Regions from separate parts of the Mus musculus genome. Here all the other regions are linked to region 3. A link is a contact called in public Hi-C and promoter capture Hi-C data. All regions are on one chromosome and are shown on one strand. The core of a region is the stretch at or near the end of the contact, and the rest is flanking DNA. Distances in the headings are between cores, read along the strand shown.

Evidence for each region. A called contact is a pair of places that touch in the nucleus more often than the background predicts. Capture Hi-C pulls out chosen DNA fragments and counts their contacts.
Region 1: a promoter capture Hi-C map of adipose tissue shows a contact between it and region 3. The contact joins two enhancer-like sites. A contact is called at or near these places in 2 of 484 Hi-C or Micro-C datasets (nephron progenitors and stem cell-derived epiblast-like cells), 4 of 115 datasets of contacts at active chromatin or transcription factors (embryonic stem cells, epiblast stem cells and trophoblast stem cells) and 3 of 9 other capture datasets (adipose tissue, liver and pancreatic islet).
Region 2: a Hi-C map of liver shows a contact between it and region 3, with 2.1 times the contacts expected there. The contact joins two enhancer-like sites. A contact is called at or near these places in 1 of 484 Hi-C or Micro-C datasets (liver) and 1 of 9 other capture datasets (pancreatic islet).

What each region holds. Positions count from the first base shown.
Region 1 is chr12:72,692,015-72,696,314 of GRCm38.p6, reverse strand. No RefSeq gene overlaps it. Among named protein-coding and RNA genes, the nearest start is that of Dhrs7, 29 kb to the right of the region's middle. Within about 2 kb of position 1,699, at least 28 of the 459 cell types and tissues checked have an H3K27ac peak or open chromatin away from gene starts, as enhancers often do. A contact at or near this core is called in adipose tissue and liver, where this site is marked.
Region 2 is chr12:72,282,257-72,286,763 of GRCm38.p6, reverse strand. All of the region lies in intron 3 of Rtn1 (reticulon 1), which reads left to right. It overlaps Gm52013 (a long non-coding RNA gene), which reads right to left. Exons shown (of 3, transcript XR_003950281.1): 3 at 3,339-4,507. Among named protein-coding and RNA genes, the nearest start is that of Gm52013, 25 kb to the right of the region's middle. Within about 2 kb of position 1,308, at least 38 of the 459 cell types and tissues checked have an H3K27ac peak or open chromatin away from gene starts, as enhancers often do. A contact at or near this core is called in liver, where this site is marked.
Region 3 is chr12:72,487,668-72,492,003 of GRCm38.p6, reverse strand. All of the region lies in intron 23 of Lrrc9 (leucine rich repeat containing 9), which reads right to left. Among named protein-coding and RNA genes, the nearest start is that of Pcnx4, 47 kb to the left of the region's middle. Within about 2 kb of position 1,848, at least 51 of the 459 cell types and tissues checked have an H3K27ac peak or open chromatin away from gene starts, as enhancers often do. A contact at or near this core is called in adipose tissue and liver, where this site is marked.

The DNA.
Region 1 (4,300 bases), core at 450-2,949, 200 kb before region 3:
GTGCACACGCCTTTAATCCCAGCACTCAGGAGGCAGAGGCAGGCGGATTTCTGAGTTCAAGGCCAGCCTGGTCAACAAAGTGAGTTCCAGGACAGCCAGGGCTACACAGAGAAACCCTGTCTCGAAAAAAACAAAAACAAAAACAAAAACAAAAAAAAAGGAAAGTAGACATTCTAGTTCATTTAAATTTCCCCACATCATATGAATCTGACACTTTTGTTTCTACCTCTTACCTCTACCTAGGTAAGAAGGCTATACTAAAGACACTAAAGCCCATGTTCTTCCCAAGATCAAGGGGTGCAGAGTCTGGTTTGAGAACATTGAACTCAGAAAAGAAGGCTAACTCTATTAACTTTGTCTTAGAAAACTATCTAGTGGGCTGGCGAGATGGCTCAGCAGGTAAGAGCACTGACTGCTCTTCCTAAAGGTCCTGAGTTCAAATCCCAGCAACCACATGGTGGCTCACAACCATTGGTAATGAGATCTGACTCCCTCCTCTGGTGCATCTGAAGCCAGCTACAGTGTACTTACATATAATCAATCAATCAATCAATCAATCAATCAATCAATCAATCTTTGGGCCAGAGCGAGCAGAGTTGACCAGAGTGAGCCGGGCAGAGGTCTTAAAAATTCAATTCCCAACAACCACATGAAGGCTCACAAACATCTGTACAGCTACAGTGTACTCACATACATTAAATAAATAAATAAATCTTAAAAAAAAAGAAAAGAAAGAAAACTATCTAGTATGTCTACTGATACTATCAGATCATGGAGGTTATAGGCGTAACCAACTACTCTCTGGTTGGATGTGAGGCTTGCTTCACAGGAAGGAATTCACACTTGTTACTCTAAATTTGCTCAAAAGTCAATAGTTCAGGAGACCATAGGTCCTGGGGCAAAACTACTACTGCCATTTTTCCTTTTTTCCTAAATGGACACATCATCAAACTGTCTTCTAAATATTTATGTTTCTATTCTTAGGTTAGTGCTGCTCTCGGCCTTAGGCAGCAAGGCATCTTTCTGCAGAGGGCAGCAGACAGCGTGAGACACTCAGAGCTCATCAGCCTGCTTAGGATAAGTGACTACTGAGTGATCAGCTCCGAGTGGGACATTTCTGTCAACCCCCACGAGGCTCCTCGAGCATTGAAGAAATGGGGGCAAAAAGCATGTAAGAGCCAGGGGAGGGGACGGGTGCTGTGAGGTGCCGCCTGCTGGACATGCATCCATCAGCAGCTGTCCTGTCACCTCGATGCAGATTTAGTTGTCTGCACAAGAGCAAACCAGCAAGTTCAGCCAGTATTCCAGGGGCATATGGTGGGGTGTTTGGGAGGAATGGGAGTGGAATTGGAGGAGGGTACGATCAAGATACATTGTATACATATATAAAACAGCTAAAGAATAATGAAAGATTTTAAAACGGCATCTAGGTGTTTATGGCACAGTAATTTATAGTCCAGAATTTAATTTTTTTTTTTTTTTTGGAGAGGTACACAGTAGTTTCTTTTACTACTGTTTATTTTTCTTGCATTGAAATGTCAATCTTTTACTCGGACTTTAGTCATCTGTGACACTGTTACCACGCCGGGTGTAACATGTGGCCAGCTGACTCCCATCCAAACTGTAGTTTAATCTGCCTTCATGGAAACATAACGTTGGCACTGTGGGAGAGGCGGGCAGGGCAGTAGTGCCAACAGCTGAAATTCTGTCTCCAGAAGCTAAACGGTTATCCTGTGCGCTGAATGAGCGGACACACGGTCAACACAACAGCTGCTGATGTCACAAGGAGAGGTTTACTGCGCTTATTTTTAGGGTTGCCAAAGTGGAAAAACAGCCCCACTTAACCGGACATTTCTCCCATCGCTCTCTTTCTCTTTTCTAGGTCTCATCTGCCTTTCTGTCTCTCTCCTTCATTAACACATTTGAATTCACCTTTCAAAGTTGTAGTCCTGGAAACCAGGAAGCCAAAGAGTCTCTTAAAGAAAAACAACAACAACAACAACAACAACAACAACAACAACAACAATTTATTTTGAGCAGTCGAACAGCAGAGGAGAACACCCAGACAGCTCGGATTGGCCAGTTTCTATGTATGCGCCGTTGAAATTAAGAAACATTTTCAAAAATTCTATTCGTCACCTTGGACCCACTTATTTAACAGTAAATATAAGCCAACCAGTAGAGGGCAGTGCTGACTTGTTCCTTAAAACCCTCAACAGTAAGGGCAATTTTAGTAGTGAAAAAAAAATTTTTTTTTAATGTAAAGTTGAGCAATCAAATAGATGAGAAGATTTCAAGGGCAATGAGTCACAGCAACACATGGTTGATGCAAACAGGTTGTCACAATTTTCCTGGGACATAAATTAAATACTTGTTTCACAACCTGCCTTTTTCATGTTTGCTTCTTCCGCATGTGGCACTGTGGCCATCAGAAAATCCTTCCGTGCTCTCGGAACCTCACCTTTCTCATTAGAAAATGATGTATTTGGCACAGATGAGAGTTAGCTTCCCTTTGAGGGAACACTAGTCTACGAAAGAGAATGCTAAATAAAATAATTTTGTAGACAGACCTCCTGGAGAAGTTTAAGGGGACCGTACCCCATCCTCACTGATCATTCTCATTGCCGAGTTAGCTACTCCAAATCCTTGGCAGCGCTTTCTAGAAAACACCTGGGGCCAGAGTGTGAGTCATGCAAGGAAATACACCGACCCTGGCCTTCCCTTCCCTTTATCAACTAAGAAGTTACTACCCCTAGTAGCAGCGTAAGGTATTCTTGATATATACCACTGCTTCGGATGCCTTGCGCCGTTTGCTTTCTAGTGTGTTAACATCGCTTGGGCTCCTGGCTCTAGCTTCTTCCCCACGCCAGGAGCATCATGGCTTTTGCTGTCACACAGAACTGTTTCTGTAAGGACCCAGGCAGTCAAGGTAGCCGGCGCTTTGCACGTGTGGATTTCACAACTGTGGAGTCCATCAGCTGTGGATGGAAAATATTCCTTTTAAAAATCGTGTTCATATTGGGCATGCCTTTTGGTTCCCACTACCCATCATGGCGTTAGTCCCTAAACAATGCAGCATCACACCTATTTACATAGCATTGACATTGTATGCGTTGCATGTATGAGACTCTGGGTTGGATCTTCAGCCATACACTGGACACTGTGGTACACAGTTGTAATTTACAATTTGGGAAGTGGAGGTAAGAAGACCATAAATTCAAAGCCAGCCTGGATTACAGATGTATTTTTGAGGTCAGCCCAGGACATATCTCAACACCGAAAGACAAAAGTAAAAAAGAACCTTGAAGAACTGAGAGAGAAGCCATTCATCATGTGCAAAGGACCTTTAATAAATTAATTAGCAGAGTCCTCCTTAGTCAGTGGGACCAGGAAGGTAGAGGCTTACTTTGGAAAGAGGCTCATTTTCTTTTTTTTTTCTTTTTTTTTTTTTAAAGATTCATTTATTTATTATATGTAAGTACACTGTAGCTGTCTTCAGACAATCCAGAAGAGGGAGTCAGATCTTGTTACAGATGGTTGTGAGCCACCATGTGGTTGCTGGGATTTGAACTCCGAACCTTTGGAAGAGCAGTCGGGTGCTCTTACCCACTGAGCCATCTCACCAGCCCGAGGCTCATTTTCTATGCTTTCAATCACCCACAGTCAACTAAGATTGAAAATATTAAACAGATGTTGGACAGTGGTGGCACACATCTTTAATCCCAGCACTTGGGAGGCAGAGGCAGGTAGATCTCTGTGAGTTCGTGGTCAGCCTGGTCTTCAGAGTGAGCTCCAATACAGCAGAGATACACAACAAACCCTGCCTCAAAAAAAAAAAATAAATAAAAAAGAAAGAAAGAAAGAAAAAAAGGAAGGAAGGAAGGAAGGAGGATAGAAAATTTTAAAGGAAAGCATCACAAATAAGCAATTCATAGATTGATTTTTATTTTATTTTTTAACCTTTTTGGGTGGTGGGAATAAAATCTAGGGCTTTGTGCAAGCTAAGTAATTTCTCTATGGCTGAGCCACATCCACAATCTGGCACCACTGCATACATTTCAAATTGCATGTCACTGTGAATAGTATGATAAAATTCATGCTGTCCAGCTCCACCTAGCCTGGAGTATAGACTGTCTCTTCTAGTGTCTTCATGGTGTATATGCTACCATACATTCTGCACTCAGTCTGGGTTATGAGATCAACTGTCACAGTACTGAAGTACTTACGTTCAATCCCCCATATTACTGGGTGTGTTTGCTACATGCATATATTCTCAGTATTAGGAAGCCTGAGGCAGAGG
Region 2 (4,507 bases), core at 59-2,558, 200 kb after region 3:
GAAATGTTTCAATGTGCATATCCAAAACCAGAAACATTTTTCTTGCATAACCTCAGAACTATTGATACTTTAAATAAATATGTCATATTTCTCTAATACTCTTCCAATTCCCCCCTTTCAGTTGATCTATTTTAATTAGCATGTGAGCAAAGGTGTCTTAAATGATGACAGAAATCAGGGCAACGCTCTGTGTGCTAGTTGGTTATTAGGTAGGGCTCCTTTGTCTATGACAAACATTTTTTACCAGGAAAGTTTTTACACATAGAGAATCATTATGAGATTCTTCACTGTTCACATGGTTGTATGACTCTCTTATTAGCTCTGCTCTTGACTTTTTGGTGACCAAGATTTCATAGTCTTTATACTTCTGATTTAATGAGAAAATCAGAGACTATTCCGTGACTCCTCTTCTCTGGGAGGAAGCCTTGAAGAACCCAGGCAAAGTGGATGGCCAATATGCTGTGACATTGCGCTGCTTATAAATCTCGAGAGTATCTTCTCCTCTGACTGGATAGCCACTGCACTTTGTAAGTGTTATTGAGTCTGACTTTCAGCTGACAAGACTTTCTGGGGCATCCCCCAGAGAGCCGGATGCTGCAGGGTTACCAGCAGAGTCACCACCGTGGGTTAGTGAGAAACTAACAAACACCCGATCTAAAACTGGAGCGTTTGGAACAGTGTGTTTACACCTTACGCAATGCCGGTTGTATTTCAACATTTTCCAAAAATATCACACAAAGGTATTTAGAAAGAAGAAAAACAAATCTGGTTTGTAAAGTGTTTGTCTGAGGACTGCCACTGTTGCCATGGGATTCACAGAAGCAGATTTTCACGGCTTCATCAGACCGAGCCTGTTTTTTGAACAGGTTCCGGGGAGAGTGGGCTCCTGCTGCCCTGTTCTGGGTGTTTTCGTTAGACTTAACTCAGCCTTAGGAATATCAACATTTCCTTTGTACAAAAAGTACATTGGGTGATAATGCCTAGGTTTGCTTTTAGCAGACAGCTTTAGCGATACCAGATTTATTTTCCTATCTGCTGCTTGTTTCTAAATAGACATCATGTAACCAGCTTCACACGGCTCGTCTTGGAGCATAGGCAAATGTTAGCTTAATATTTGAGTGCCATCTGCTGTAAGTTCCATGGCATTCAAGCCCATCTGGCTTCCGTGCGGCAAGTCCCCTTTCTTTTTAACATCTCAGTAGAACGCAGCCCAAGCCTCGCACACTGATGGGGCCGACTCTTCCACTGATCACCGCATGGGGCTGCTGTCCAAGGATCATGTTCTCTTGGCTCTCCATGCACCTTTCCCGGAGACTTGTGCTTCAGCTTCGGGAAGCACGTGCAAGCGTGTGATGTAACTAAGCAGTCAGTGTGTTCCTAAGTCCCTTTGCTTTATCTGAAATAGCAGTCTGACTCTCAGTGGGTGAACATTTGCCACCTCAGTAAAGTTACTGAATAAACGATTATTAAGAACAGAGTATATGCTGGGCTTTTTAGAAGACATTGGAATGGAGGGAGTGGAGAACAGGAAGACTGTCTGCTGCCCTGACATCCCATCCATGAAGGAGATTAATGTATCCACACAAATGAACCCAGATAACTCAGAGCAAGGTGGTGATAGGCAGTGTGAAGTTAAGTCCAGTCCAGAGGTATAGGCAGTCTGGTTCATTTCTCTTGACCTACTTTTACTAGCTTTGAAGTCAAGTTGATCTGAACACTGAACATCATGAGAAGACTAATATTTCTATCAGTAGTTGTGGTAGGAGGTTCTAGAGTCAAGCAATCAGAATTGTAAGCAGGTCATGTAGGCTCATCTTTATTTACGTTATTAGACGTGTCTATACCCACACTCTCATGGATTCCTGAATCAAGTACATAGGAATTCCTGGGTAGGAGCTGAGGAGCCTAAGGTGACTAAGACCCAGTCCTTGAAACCAGACATTGGTAGAGACATGCAGCTAAAAATGATGTCACAAAACATTCCAGGCACACTGAAGGCCACACTTACCCCGGCCTCTCTGTGTTGCTGACTTACACTGCAACAGCTGAGCCGTATCTGTATTCATATCTTTCTGTACTTATTTATCCACAGCTTCCAAAATCTGGGGGCCGGGGGATTATTAGTGGAATATTGATCCCGTTCTTCTTCCCGTTCCCCTTTACTTCAAAGGAAGAGATTAGGTTGTCCAAAAGTAATAACAGTATTTGTTTGGTTTACTGGGGGTGGGGTGGCAAATACAGAAATAATTGTTGCTTCAATTGCCCGAGTACCAGTTTCAGATGCTGAAATGATGACACACTACTGCGGGGGGTGGGGTGCAAATGTGTTTTCTACCTGGCTTCTCCCTGTTATGTGGTACATTTGGAGTTACTGCATAGCTTGAGAAACTCAACAGACCTTTGTATAACTGAAATTAAACATTTAACCTCCATAGAGGCCATCAGGGATCAGGTACAAAGTGGGGCAGAGAGGAGGGATGGAGGAAGCTGCACATTCGTATTGGATTGTTCATACTCCCCAGCCTGAAGCCAGGAGCCTGCAGTAACCTGTGTGAAAGCAAAAGTAAAATTGAGTTTGGGGACTAGGGAAAAGCATTGCATGTCCTCTTATTGTATGCTCTTAGGAGTGTTTTTTTAACACAGTAACTCCAGATACCAAGGAGATTTAGGCCACTCCTATTCTTTTGACTACAGAGAGTGTTTTCTTTCAGTCTTATATTACTCAATAGAACCAGAAAACTATTTGTTTGGCCAATAAAAGCTGCACAAACTTCATCTCACTGAACATTCATAATAAGGGCCTGGTTTTCTGATTAGCCATTTCTTTCTACCCCCAGCCCAGTGTGCATGGTTGGCATCAAATACTGTGCTTTTTTGGAGGCACAACTTTCCAGAGAGGCAGACTCTCCTACCGACCATGGTGTTGCTGGTCCCCAACTACAAGGCCAGCATGATGTCTCTCTGGCTGCCCCACTGGCGTGCCCTTGAGTCCTCTTGCCTCTCTGTGGCTGGCAGTTAGATTGTACCGCCAACATCCATCACATCTCTACTGTCTGCACAGGCAACACTGAATTAAAACTAAGAAGCCAGCTTTCCGTCCACTGCATAACCAGTCTGTGAGGTGGGGATGTGTGCTGGTGTTCAGGATCTAGTAACTCAGGGCTTCTAAAGCCTCAAGAGCACAGGCCTTTTGGTGTTGGCAAGTTTCAAACTCTGAGCATTTCTGTTTCCCCTTCCCCTGGTGATGGACCCTGTATACTCATTCATTTCATCCTCCCAAAGACAGAAAGAGCAATCTGCCCACATCAAAATCATTAAACATCGCATGGCATTTGCAGTTTTTTTTTTCAATCTTTCAGTAGATCTTTGAATCTGACAGAGGTCTGGCTGTTCTTGGGGGCAGTGATTCTAAAGTGAAGATTCATGTTCAGAGGTTCTTATCATAGCGTAGTCCCTTTCTCATGGTGTGCCTTTAGGCACCAAAACGCCATCCTGAGTTGACATACTTCAGTTAGCAAGAACAGTTAGCCAGAAGCATAGCCACAGAAGCTGAAGAGCAGGGTCAGTCCACCTAGAGACTTCCCCGGACCTACGGGCTCTGATGGAGTAGGTCTGCACGCTTGTTTTTGGCAGGTGGTACTGTCTACACGTTGAGTTTTATGGTCTGAATGGTACGCCCATCATGACGTCAGTTGTGCTAAGGTCTGGGGCTCTATTACACTTTTGTAAAATTCAGTCGTGCTCTTGTCCCAGCAGACGTGTTGACGTGAATCCTCCGGCTGCTGACAATTACTTCTGGATCTCCACGGTCCATGTGAAAACACACCTTTTCAAAGAGGGAGGTTTTGTTTTTGTCCTGAGAACAATCTTGGAGAGCATTGAACCCACTCAGGTCGCTCTGCAGATGGGTTGAGCAAGGAACAGGCAGCTATGACTGAATCTCGAACCAACCGGGACCAGCAGACTACAGCTGGTGACTGTTTTATATCAGATCTATTCAGACACAATCCACAAGCCAGAAAATTCACCATTCTGACATCCATAGTCCACGGGTTATTTCTTCATTTACGCTCCTGTCACCACAGTGTAACATTTCCAGTATTCCTGACGGAAACTCTGCCCTGTAGCTCACTCTTCCTCTGCCTCCTCTCTTGAAGGCCCCGCAAATCACTAATCTGCCTTCTAGTTCTTCAGAGTTGCCTGTTATGCGTATATTTCAGATAGGAGTCAAATAATATGTGTTTATTTGTATCTTATTTTTTCTCTTAAACATCAGTTTGTAGCAGGTGTCAATATGACACTCTTACAGCCGACTAACACTCCATACAGGAGATACAACACATTGTTTTTACCCAGTCATTTGAATGGGTTGTTCCCATTTTTTTTCTATTTTGAATAACTCTGTACCATGAGCCTTCATGTGAAGATTTTTGTGAGGATACATGCTTTCATGTACTTTTACCCAGCAGTGGGCCTGCTGGGTCATGAGGAAACTAGATTCAATACA
Region 3 (4,336 bases), core at 599-3,098:
CTTTCCTTCTCCCCTTCCCTTCTCCCCTTCCCTTCCCTCTTCCCTTCCCTTCCCTCTTCCCTTCCCTTCCCTTCCCTTCCCTTCCCTTCCTCCTTTCCTTTTTCCTTTTTCCTTTCCTTTTTCCTTTTTCCTTTCCTTTCCTTTTTCCTTTCCTTTCCTTTCCTTTCCTCTTCTTTTCTTTTCTTTTCTTTTCTTTTTTTTTTCTTTTCTTTTCTTTTTTCTTTTCTCTTCTTTCTGGCTCACTAAGAGTTAAGGAACTCCAAGCCTCTCACCTAGCCAGTGAGGGATCTGAGTCAAACAGAAAAGAACCAAAGTAATTAAGTTTCTTTTTCTCTGCTGCTATACAGGAGTTAGTACCCAGAAGCCAGTGGCTTTTGGCCATATAACTCACAGGCAGAGGCATCTTTAGCCCTGATGGCTGACTCCATATCACTTCACTGCCTTCCTCAGGAAACTGGGTGCTGGGATAACCCCTCACCCCAAAGCCTTACCCAGACTTCCTTGCATTCTGTACTCTCTCTCTCTCTCTTTTTTTTTAGACAGCCTTACAAATGCTTTCAGTTTAACTGTCAGCTCTTTTCAAGCTGTTTCTGACTCTTAAAAAGAATGTGGATTAAATTTCTATATCCAAATTTAGTCTATGATTTCAACCGCCTGCTTGATATTTCCAGTCAGATAATCAAATGTGTCATGAGATGTAATTCGTCTGAAAGTCTCCTCCCTGGAAGTTGCCTCTCTTCTATTTTATTGGGGCCTGTTTATTGTTACAGTAGTCTTGGTGACTATAACTATCAGGGATCTGTTGGTGCTCATTAAGGGAAATCTATTTCCTCCTAGTCAAAAGCATGGACTCAGCCTCTGGCTTGAATGTAGAGACCTGACATACTATTGTTTCCTCGGTGGGAGTGGGTGGGTGAGCTCCCTCATAGAAGCAGGAGGTGGGGATGAGATAAGGGGTTTGCAGAGGAGAAACCGGGAAAGGAGAGGACATTTGAAATGTAAATAAATAAAATACCAATTAAAAAGAATGAAGGGGCGGAAAAGGGCTAATTCACCAGAACCTGTCAATTACCTTCTCAAGGCCTCACCTCTCAGGAAGGTTTATTCATTCAAAGCTGTGCTGAAGCACTGGGAGGAATAATTTTCCCCTTAGTGAGATAATGTGCTTTTTCTTCAGCCTATCTCCCCCAGTGTGGTCACCCATGGATCCATCACTGTGCTGATCTTTTAAGGTCTAGCCACCAGAACAGTATAACTTTCTCTTTTTCTTTTACCAAAGCCTAAACATGTTTTCTCTAGCATCATGGGTCTTCTTACTACCCTCTGAAGCTACTTCCTTTGTCTTGTACCTACTTGCTGCCATGTGACAGGCTGCTGACCCAACTCAAGGCAAGACTTTCTCTCTTCCTTCCTTTCATATACCTTTCCCAATGGCTGCCAAGATCTATAACTTGCTTGCCCTGCTGTTTCCTCTTAAACATTAGTAAAATTGACCTTAAGCTTCCTAGTGAGTTTCGTTTATGAAGGCCAAGAATCCAAAGAGGTAGTAAGCCCAAGCCCCTCTTTAACACTTGTATTGTAGTTGCAAACTCTGTAGACATTAACACCTGACTCCCTAGCATAACTGTAGTCATTTTCGTTTCATGCCTGCCAGCCATTTCATATTGTTGTTGTAATGCTGACATAGAAAATTCTTTCTGGAAGGTCAGACTGACCACATATCCTGTTATGTTCTCAGCTTTGCTATTTTTTTGGGCAATTTCACAATCACAGGCTCCACTTAGGACCAATCAAATTCAAGGTCAGTTACAACTATTTTGTTTAGCTAGCCAAAATAGCTTGCGCCACCCTGAAGCTACGTATGAGCTCATTGCAGTGTTTGCCTTTATAAACTGGCCCTGAGAAACATTCAAGGTCTCAGTCTTAGCTCCTGAGTCTATGCTATGCCCTGATAGATCAGTCTTGGTGTGGGTGTTCAATGTTCTTGTTTGACTGAGACCAGGGTCTGAGTGGTTTGTGGGGGGATTCCTGGACCCCAGCAGTAGGTATCTTTTCATGTTTGCTGTGTATGGCTGATAAATTCTGTCAGTTTCTCCCAGAATTTCTCCTGTGCAATACCAACTCGGCCGAACCCTGCTTAGCTTACAAGCTTAGATGAGCACAGACACATTTTGGGTGGTGTGACTGAAGAGGCCCCATTGCTTTTCATAAGTCTCAGTTTTCTGCTTTTATTTATTTATTCATTTGTTTTGTTTTTATGTTTGTTTTTTGATATGGGGCTGCTCTACATAGCCCTGGCTGTCTTGGAACTTACTATATAGACTAGGCTGGCCTCAAACTCACAGAGATCTGCCTGCCTCTGCTAGGATCTGCTGGAGTGCTAGGATTAAAGGCATGCATCATCACTGCCCAGCCATCTTTCTATTTTTAAAGTCACCTCCTTCTGGTCCAGTTTCTCATTATTTGTTCCTGGTATATTTTAGTAATCTTCTTTGCTGCCATAAATACTGCTATTAGATGAGAATTCTTAATACACAGTTCTAGATATGTAATTACACTCCTGAAAACTATTCGACATATTCTTGTTCTCTTTAATTTGAAGTCTAATTCTTCAGCCTGGTCTTCATACCCCATTATTAATTCACAGATTTGTAACCCCATTCCACAAAGAACTTAGAGCAGCTTACAGGAAGCATGTAAGAAAACAATAAAAGCACAAATAATACATGATGAAGAAGATCAAGACTAAGGACAAGGTAAGTTAAGCCAGGCAGTGGTGGCACACACCTTTAATTCCAGCATTCAGCAGGCAGAGGCAGGCAGAACTGTGAGTTAGATGTAAGCCTAGTCTATAGAAGGAGTTCCAGGATAGTCAGGGGGGTTACACAGAGAACATGGAGAAACCCTGTCTCAAAAGCAAACAGACAGACAAACAAACAAACAGACAGACAGACAAACAAACTCAACAAGAACAACATAAATTAGAACAGATTAAAAACTAGGGTTAGAGACAGGGAGAATGTAATGTCCTATAGAATTTCTATTATTGTATCATAAAATTGGCCCTGAGCTTTTGCGATGCTAAAATGAAAAAGGAAATACATAATATTTACAGTTAGTGAACAGAACAAGACCTTTTCCCCCTACATTTATGTATTTTCTAAATGTATTTTCTCATGACACCTTTCAAATGAGGGCAGTTAATAAGAAGGACAAGAGCTTCAACATATATAGAATGCATGCAATACGAGTTATGTAAGACTATGCACAAGAATCCACCTTTACCACCAGATCCAGACACTATTGCAGATGCCAACAAGATTTTGCTGACAGGAGCCTGACATAGCTGTCTCCTGAGAGGTTCTGCCAATGCCTGACAAATACAGAAGTGGATGCTCACAGTCATCCATTGGACAAGCACAGGGTCCCCAGTGAAGGAGCTAGAAAAAGTACCCAAGGAGCTGAAGGGGTTTGCAGCCCCATAGGAGGAACAACAATATGAACTAACCAGTACCTTCAGAGTTCCCTGGGACTAAACCGCCAATCAAAGAAAACATATGGTGAGACTTGTGGCTCTAGCTGCATATGTAGCAGAGGATGGCCTAGTCAGTCATCAATGGGAGGAGAGGCCCTTGGTCCTGTGAAGGTTCTATTTCCCAGTATAGGGGAATGCCAGGGCCAGAAAGCAGGAATGGGTGGGTTGGGGAGCAGGGGGAATGGGAAAGGGATAGGAGATTTTCGGAGGGGAAACTAGGAAAGGGGATAACATTCGAAATGTAAATAAAGACAATATCTAATAAAAAAAGAAGAAGAAATCCACCCTTAGTGACTGAATGAGCGCAAAATGCACACTTCTGAAGAATTTGCATTTATTGGAATGGGAGGTTTTATTGAAAAGCGTGCGATTAGTAATCTCTCCAGAGTGTCTCAGAGTATTAAACCACCAGGAGTTGTCTTTCCATTTTCTAGAAAATTTGATGTACATTTTTATTTGATGAGAGCTAGATAATATTACACTGGGAAACTGCACCCTGCATAGGATTTTTGGGCACTTATCCTGTTACACGGAGCCTGGGAGTCCCTCATGAACACCTTGGGTTTTCTATTTACAATTTTAAAAGTAATCTTGCTATACTATCTTTGTGGGTTCAAATATCTTCCATAATTGCCAACACTGTATTTCCCCAGGAACTTAGAAACAGTTCTGAAGCCTAAGAGGATGACGGTGCTCTGGTGTGGCCTTCTACTCTGCCTCATGGAATTGTGCCTTGTCAGCTGCAGCGTTTATTAGAGATTCAACCCAGACCTTCACACACCAGGAAATGACTCAACACTA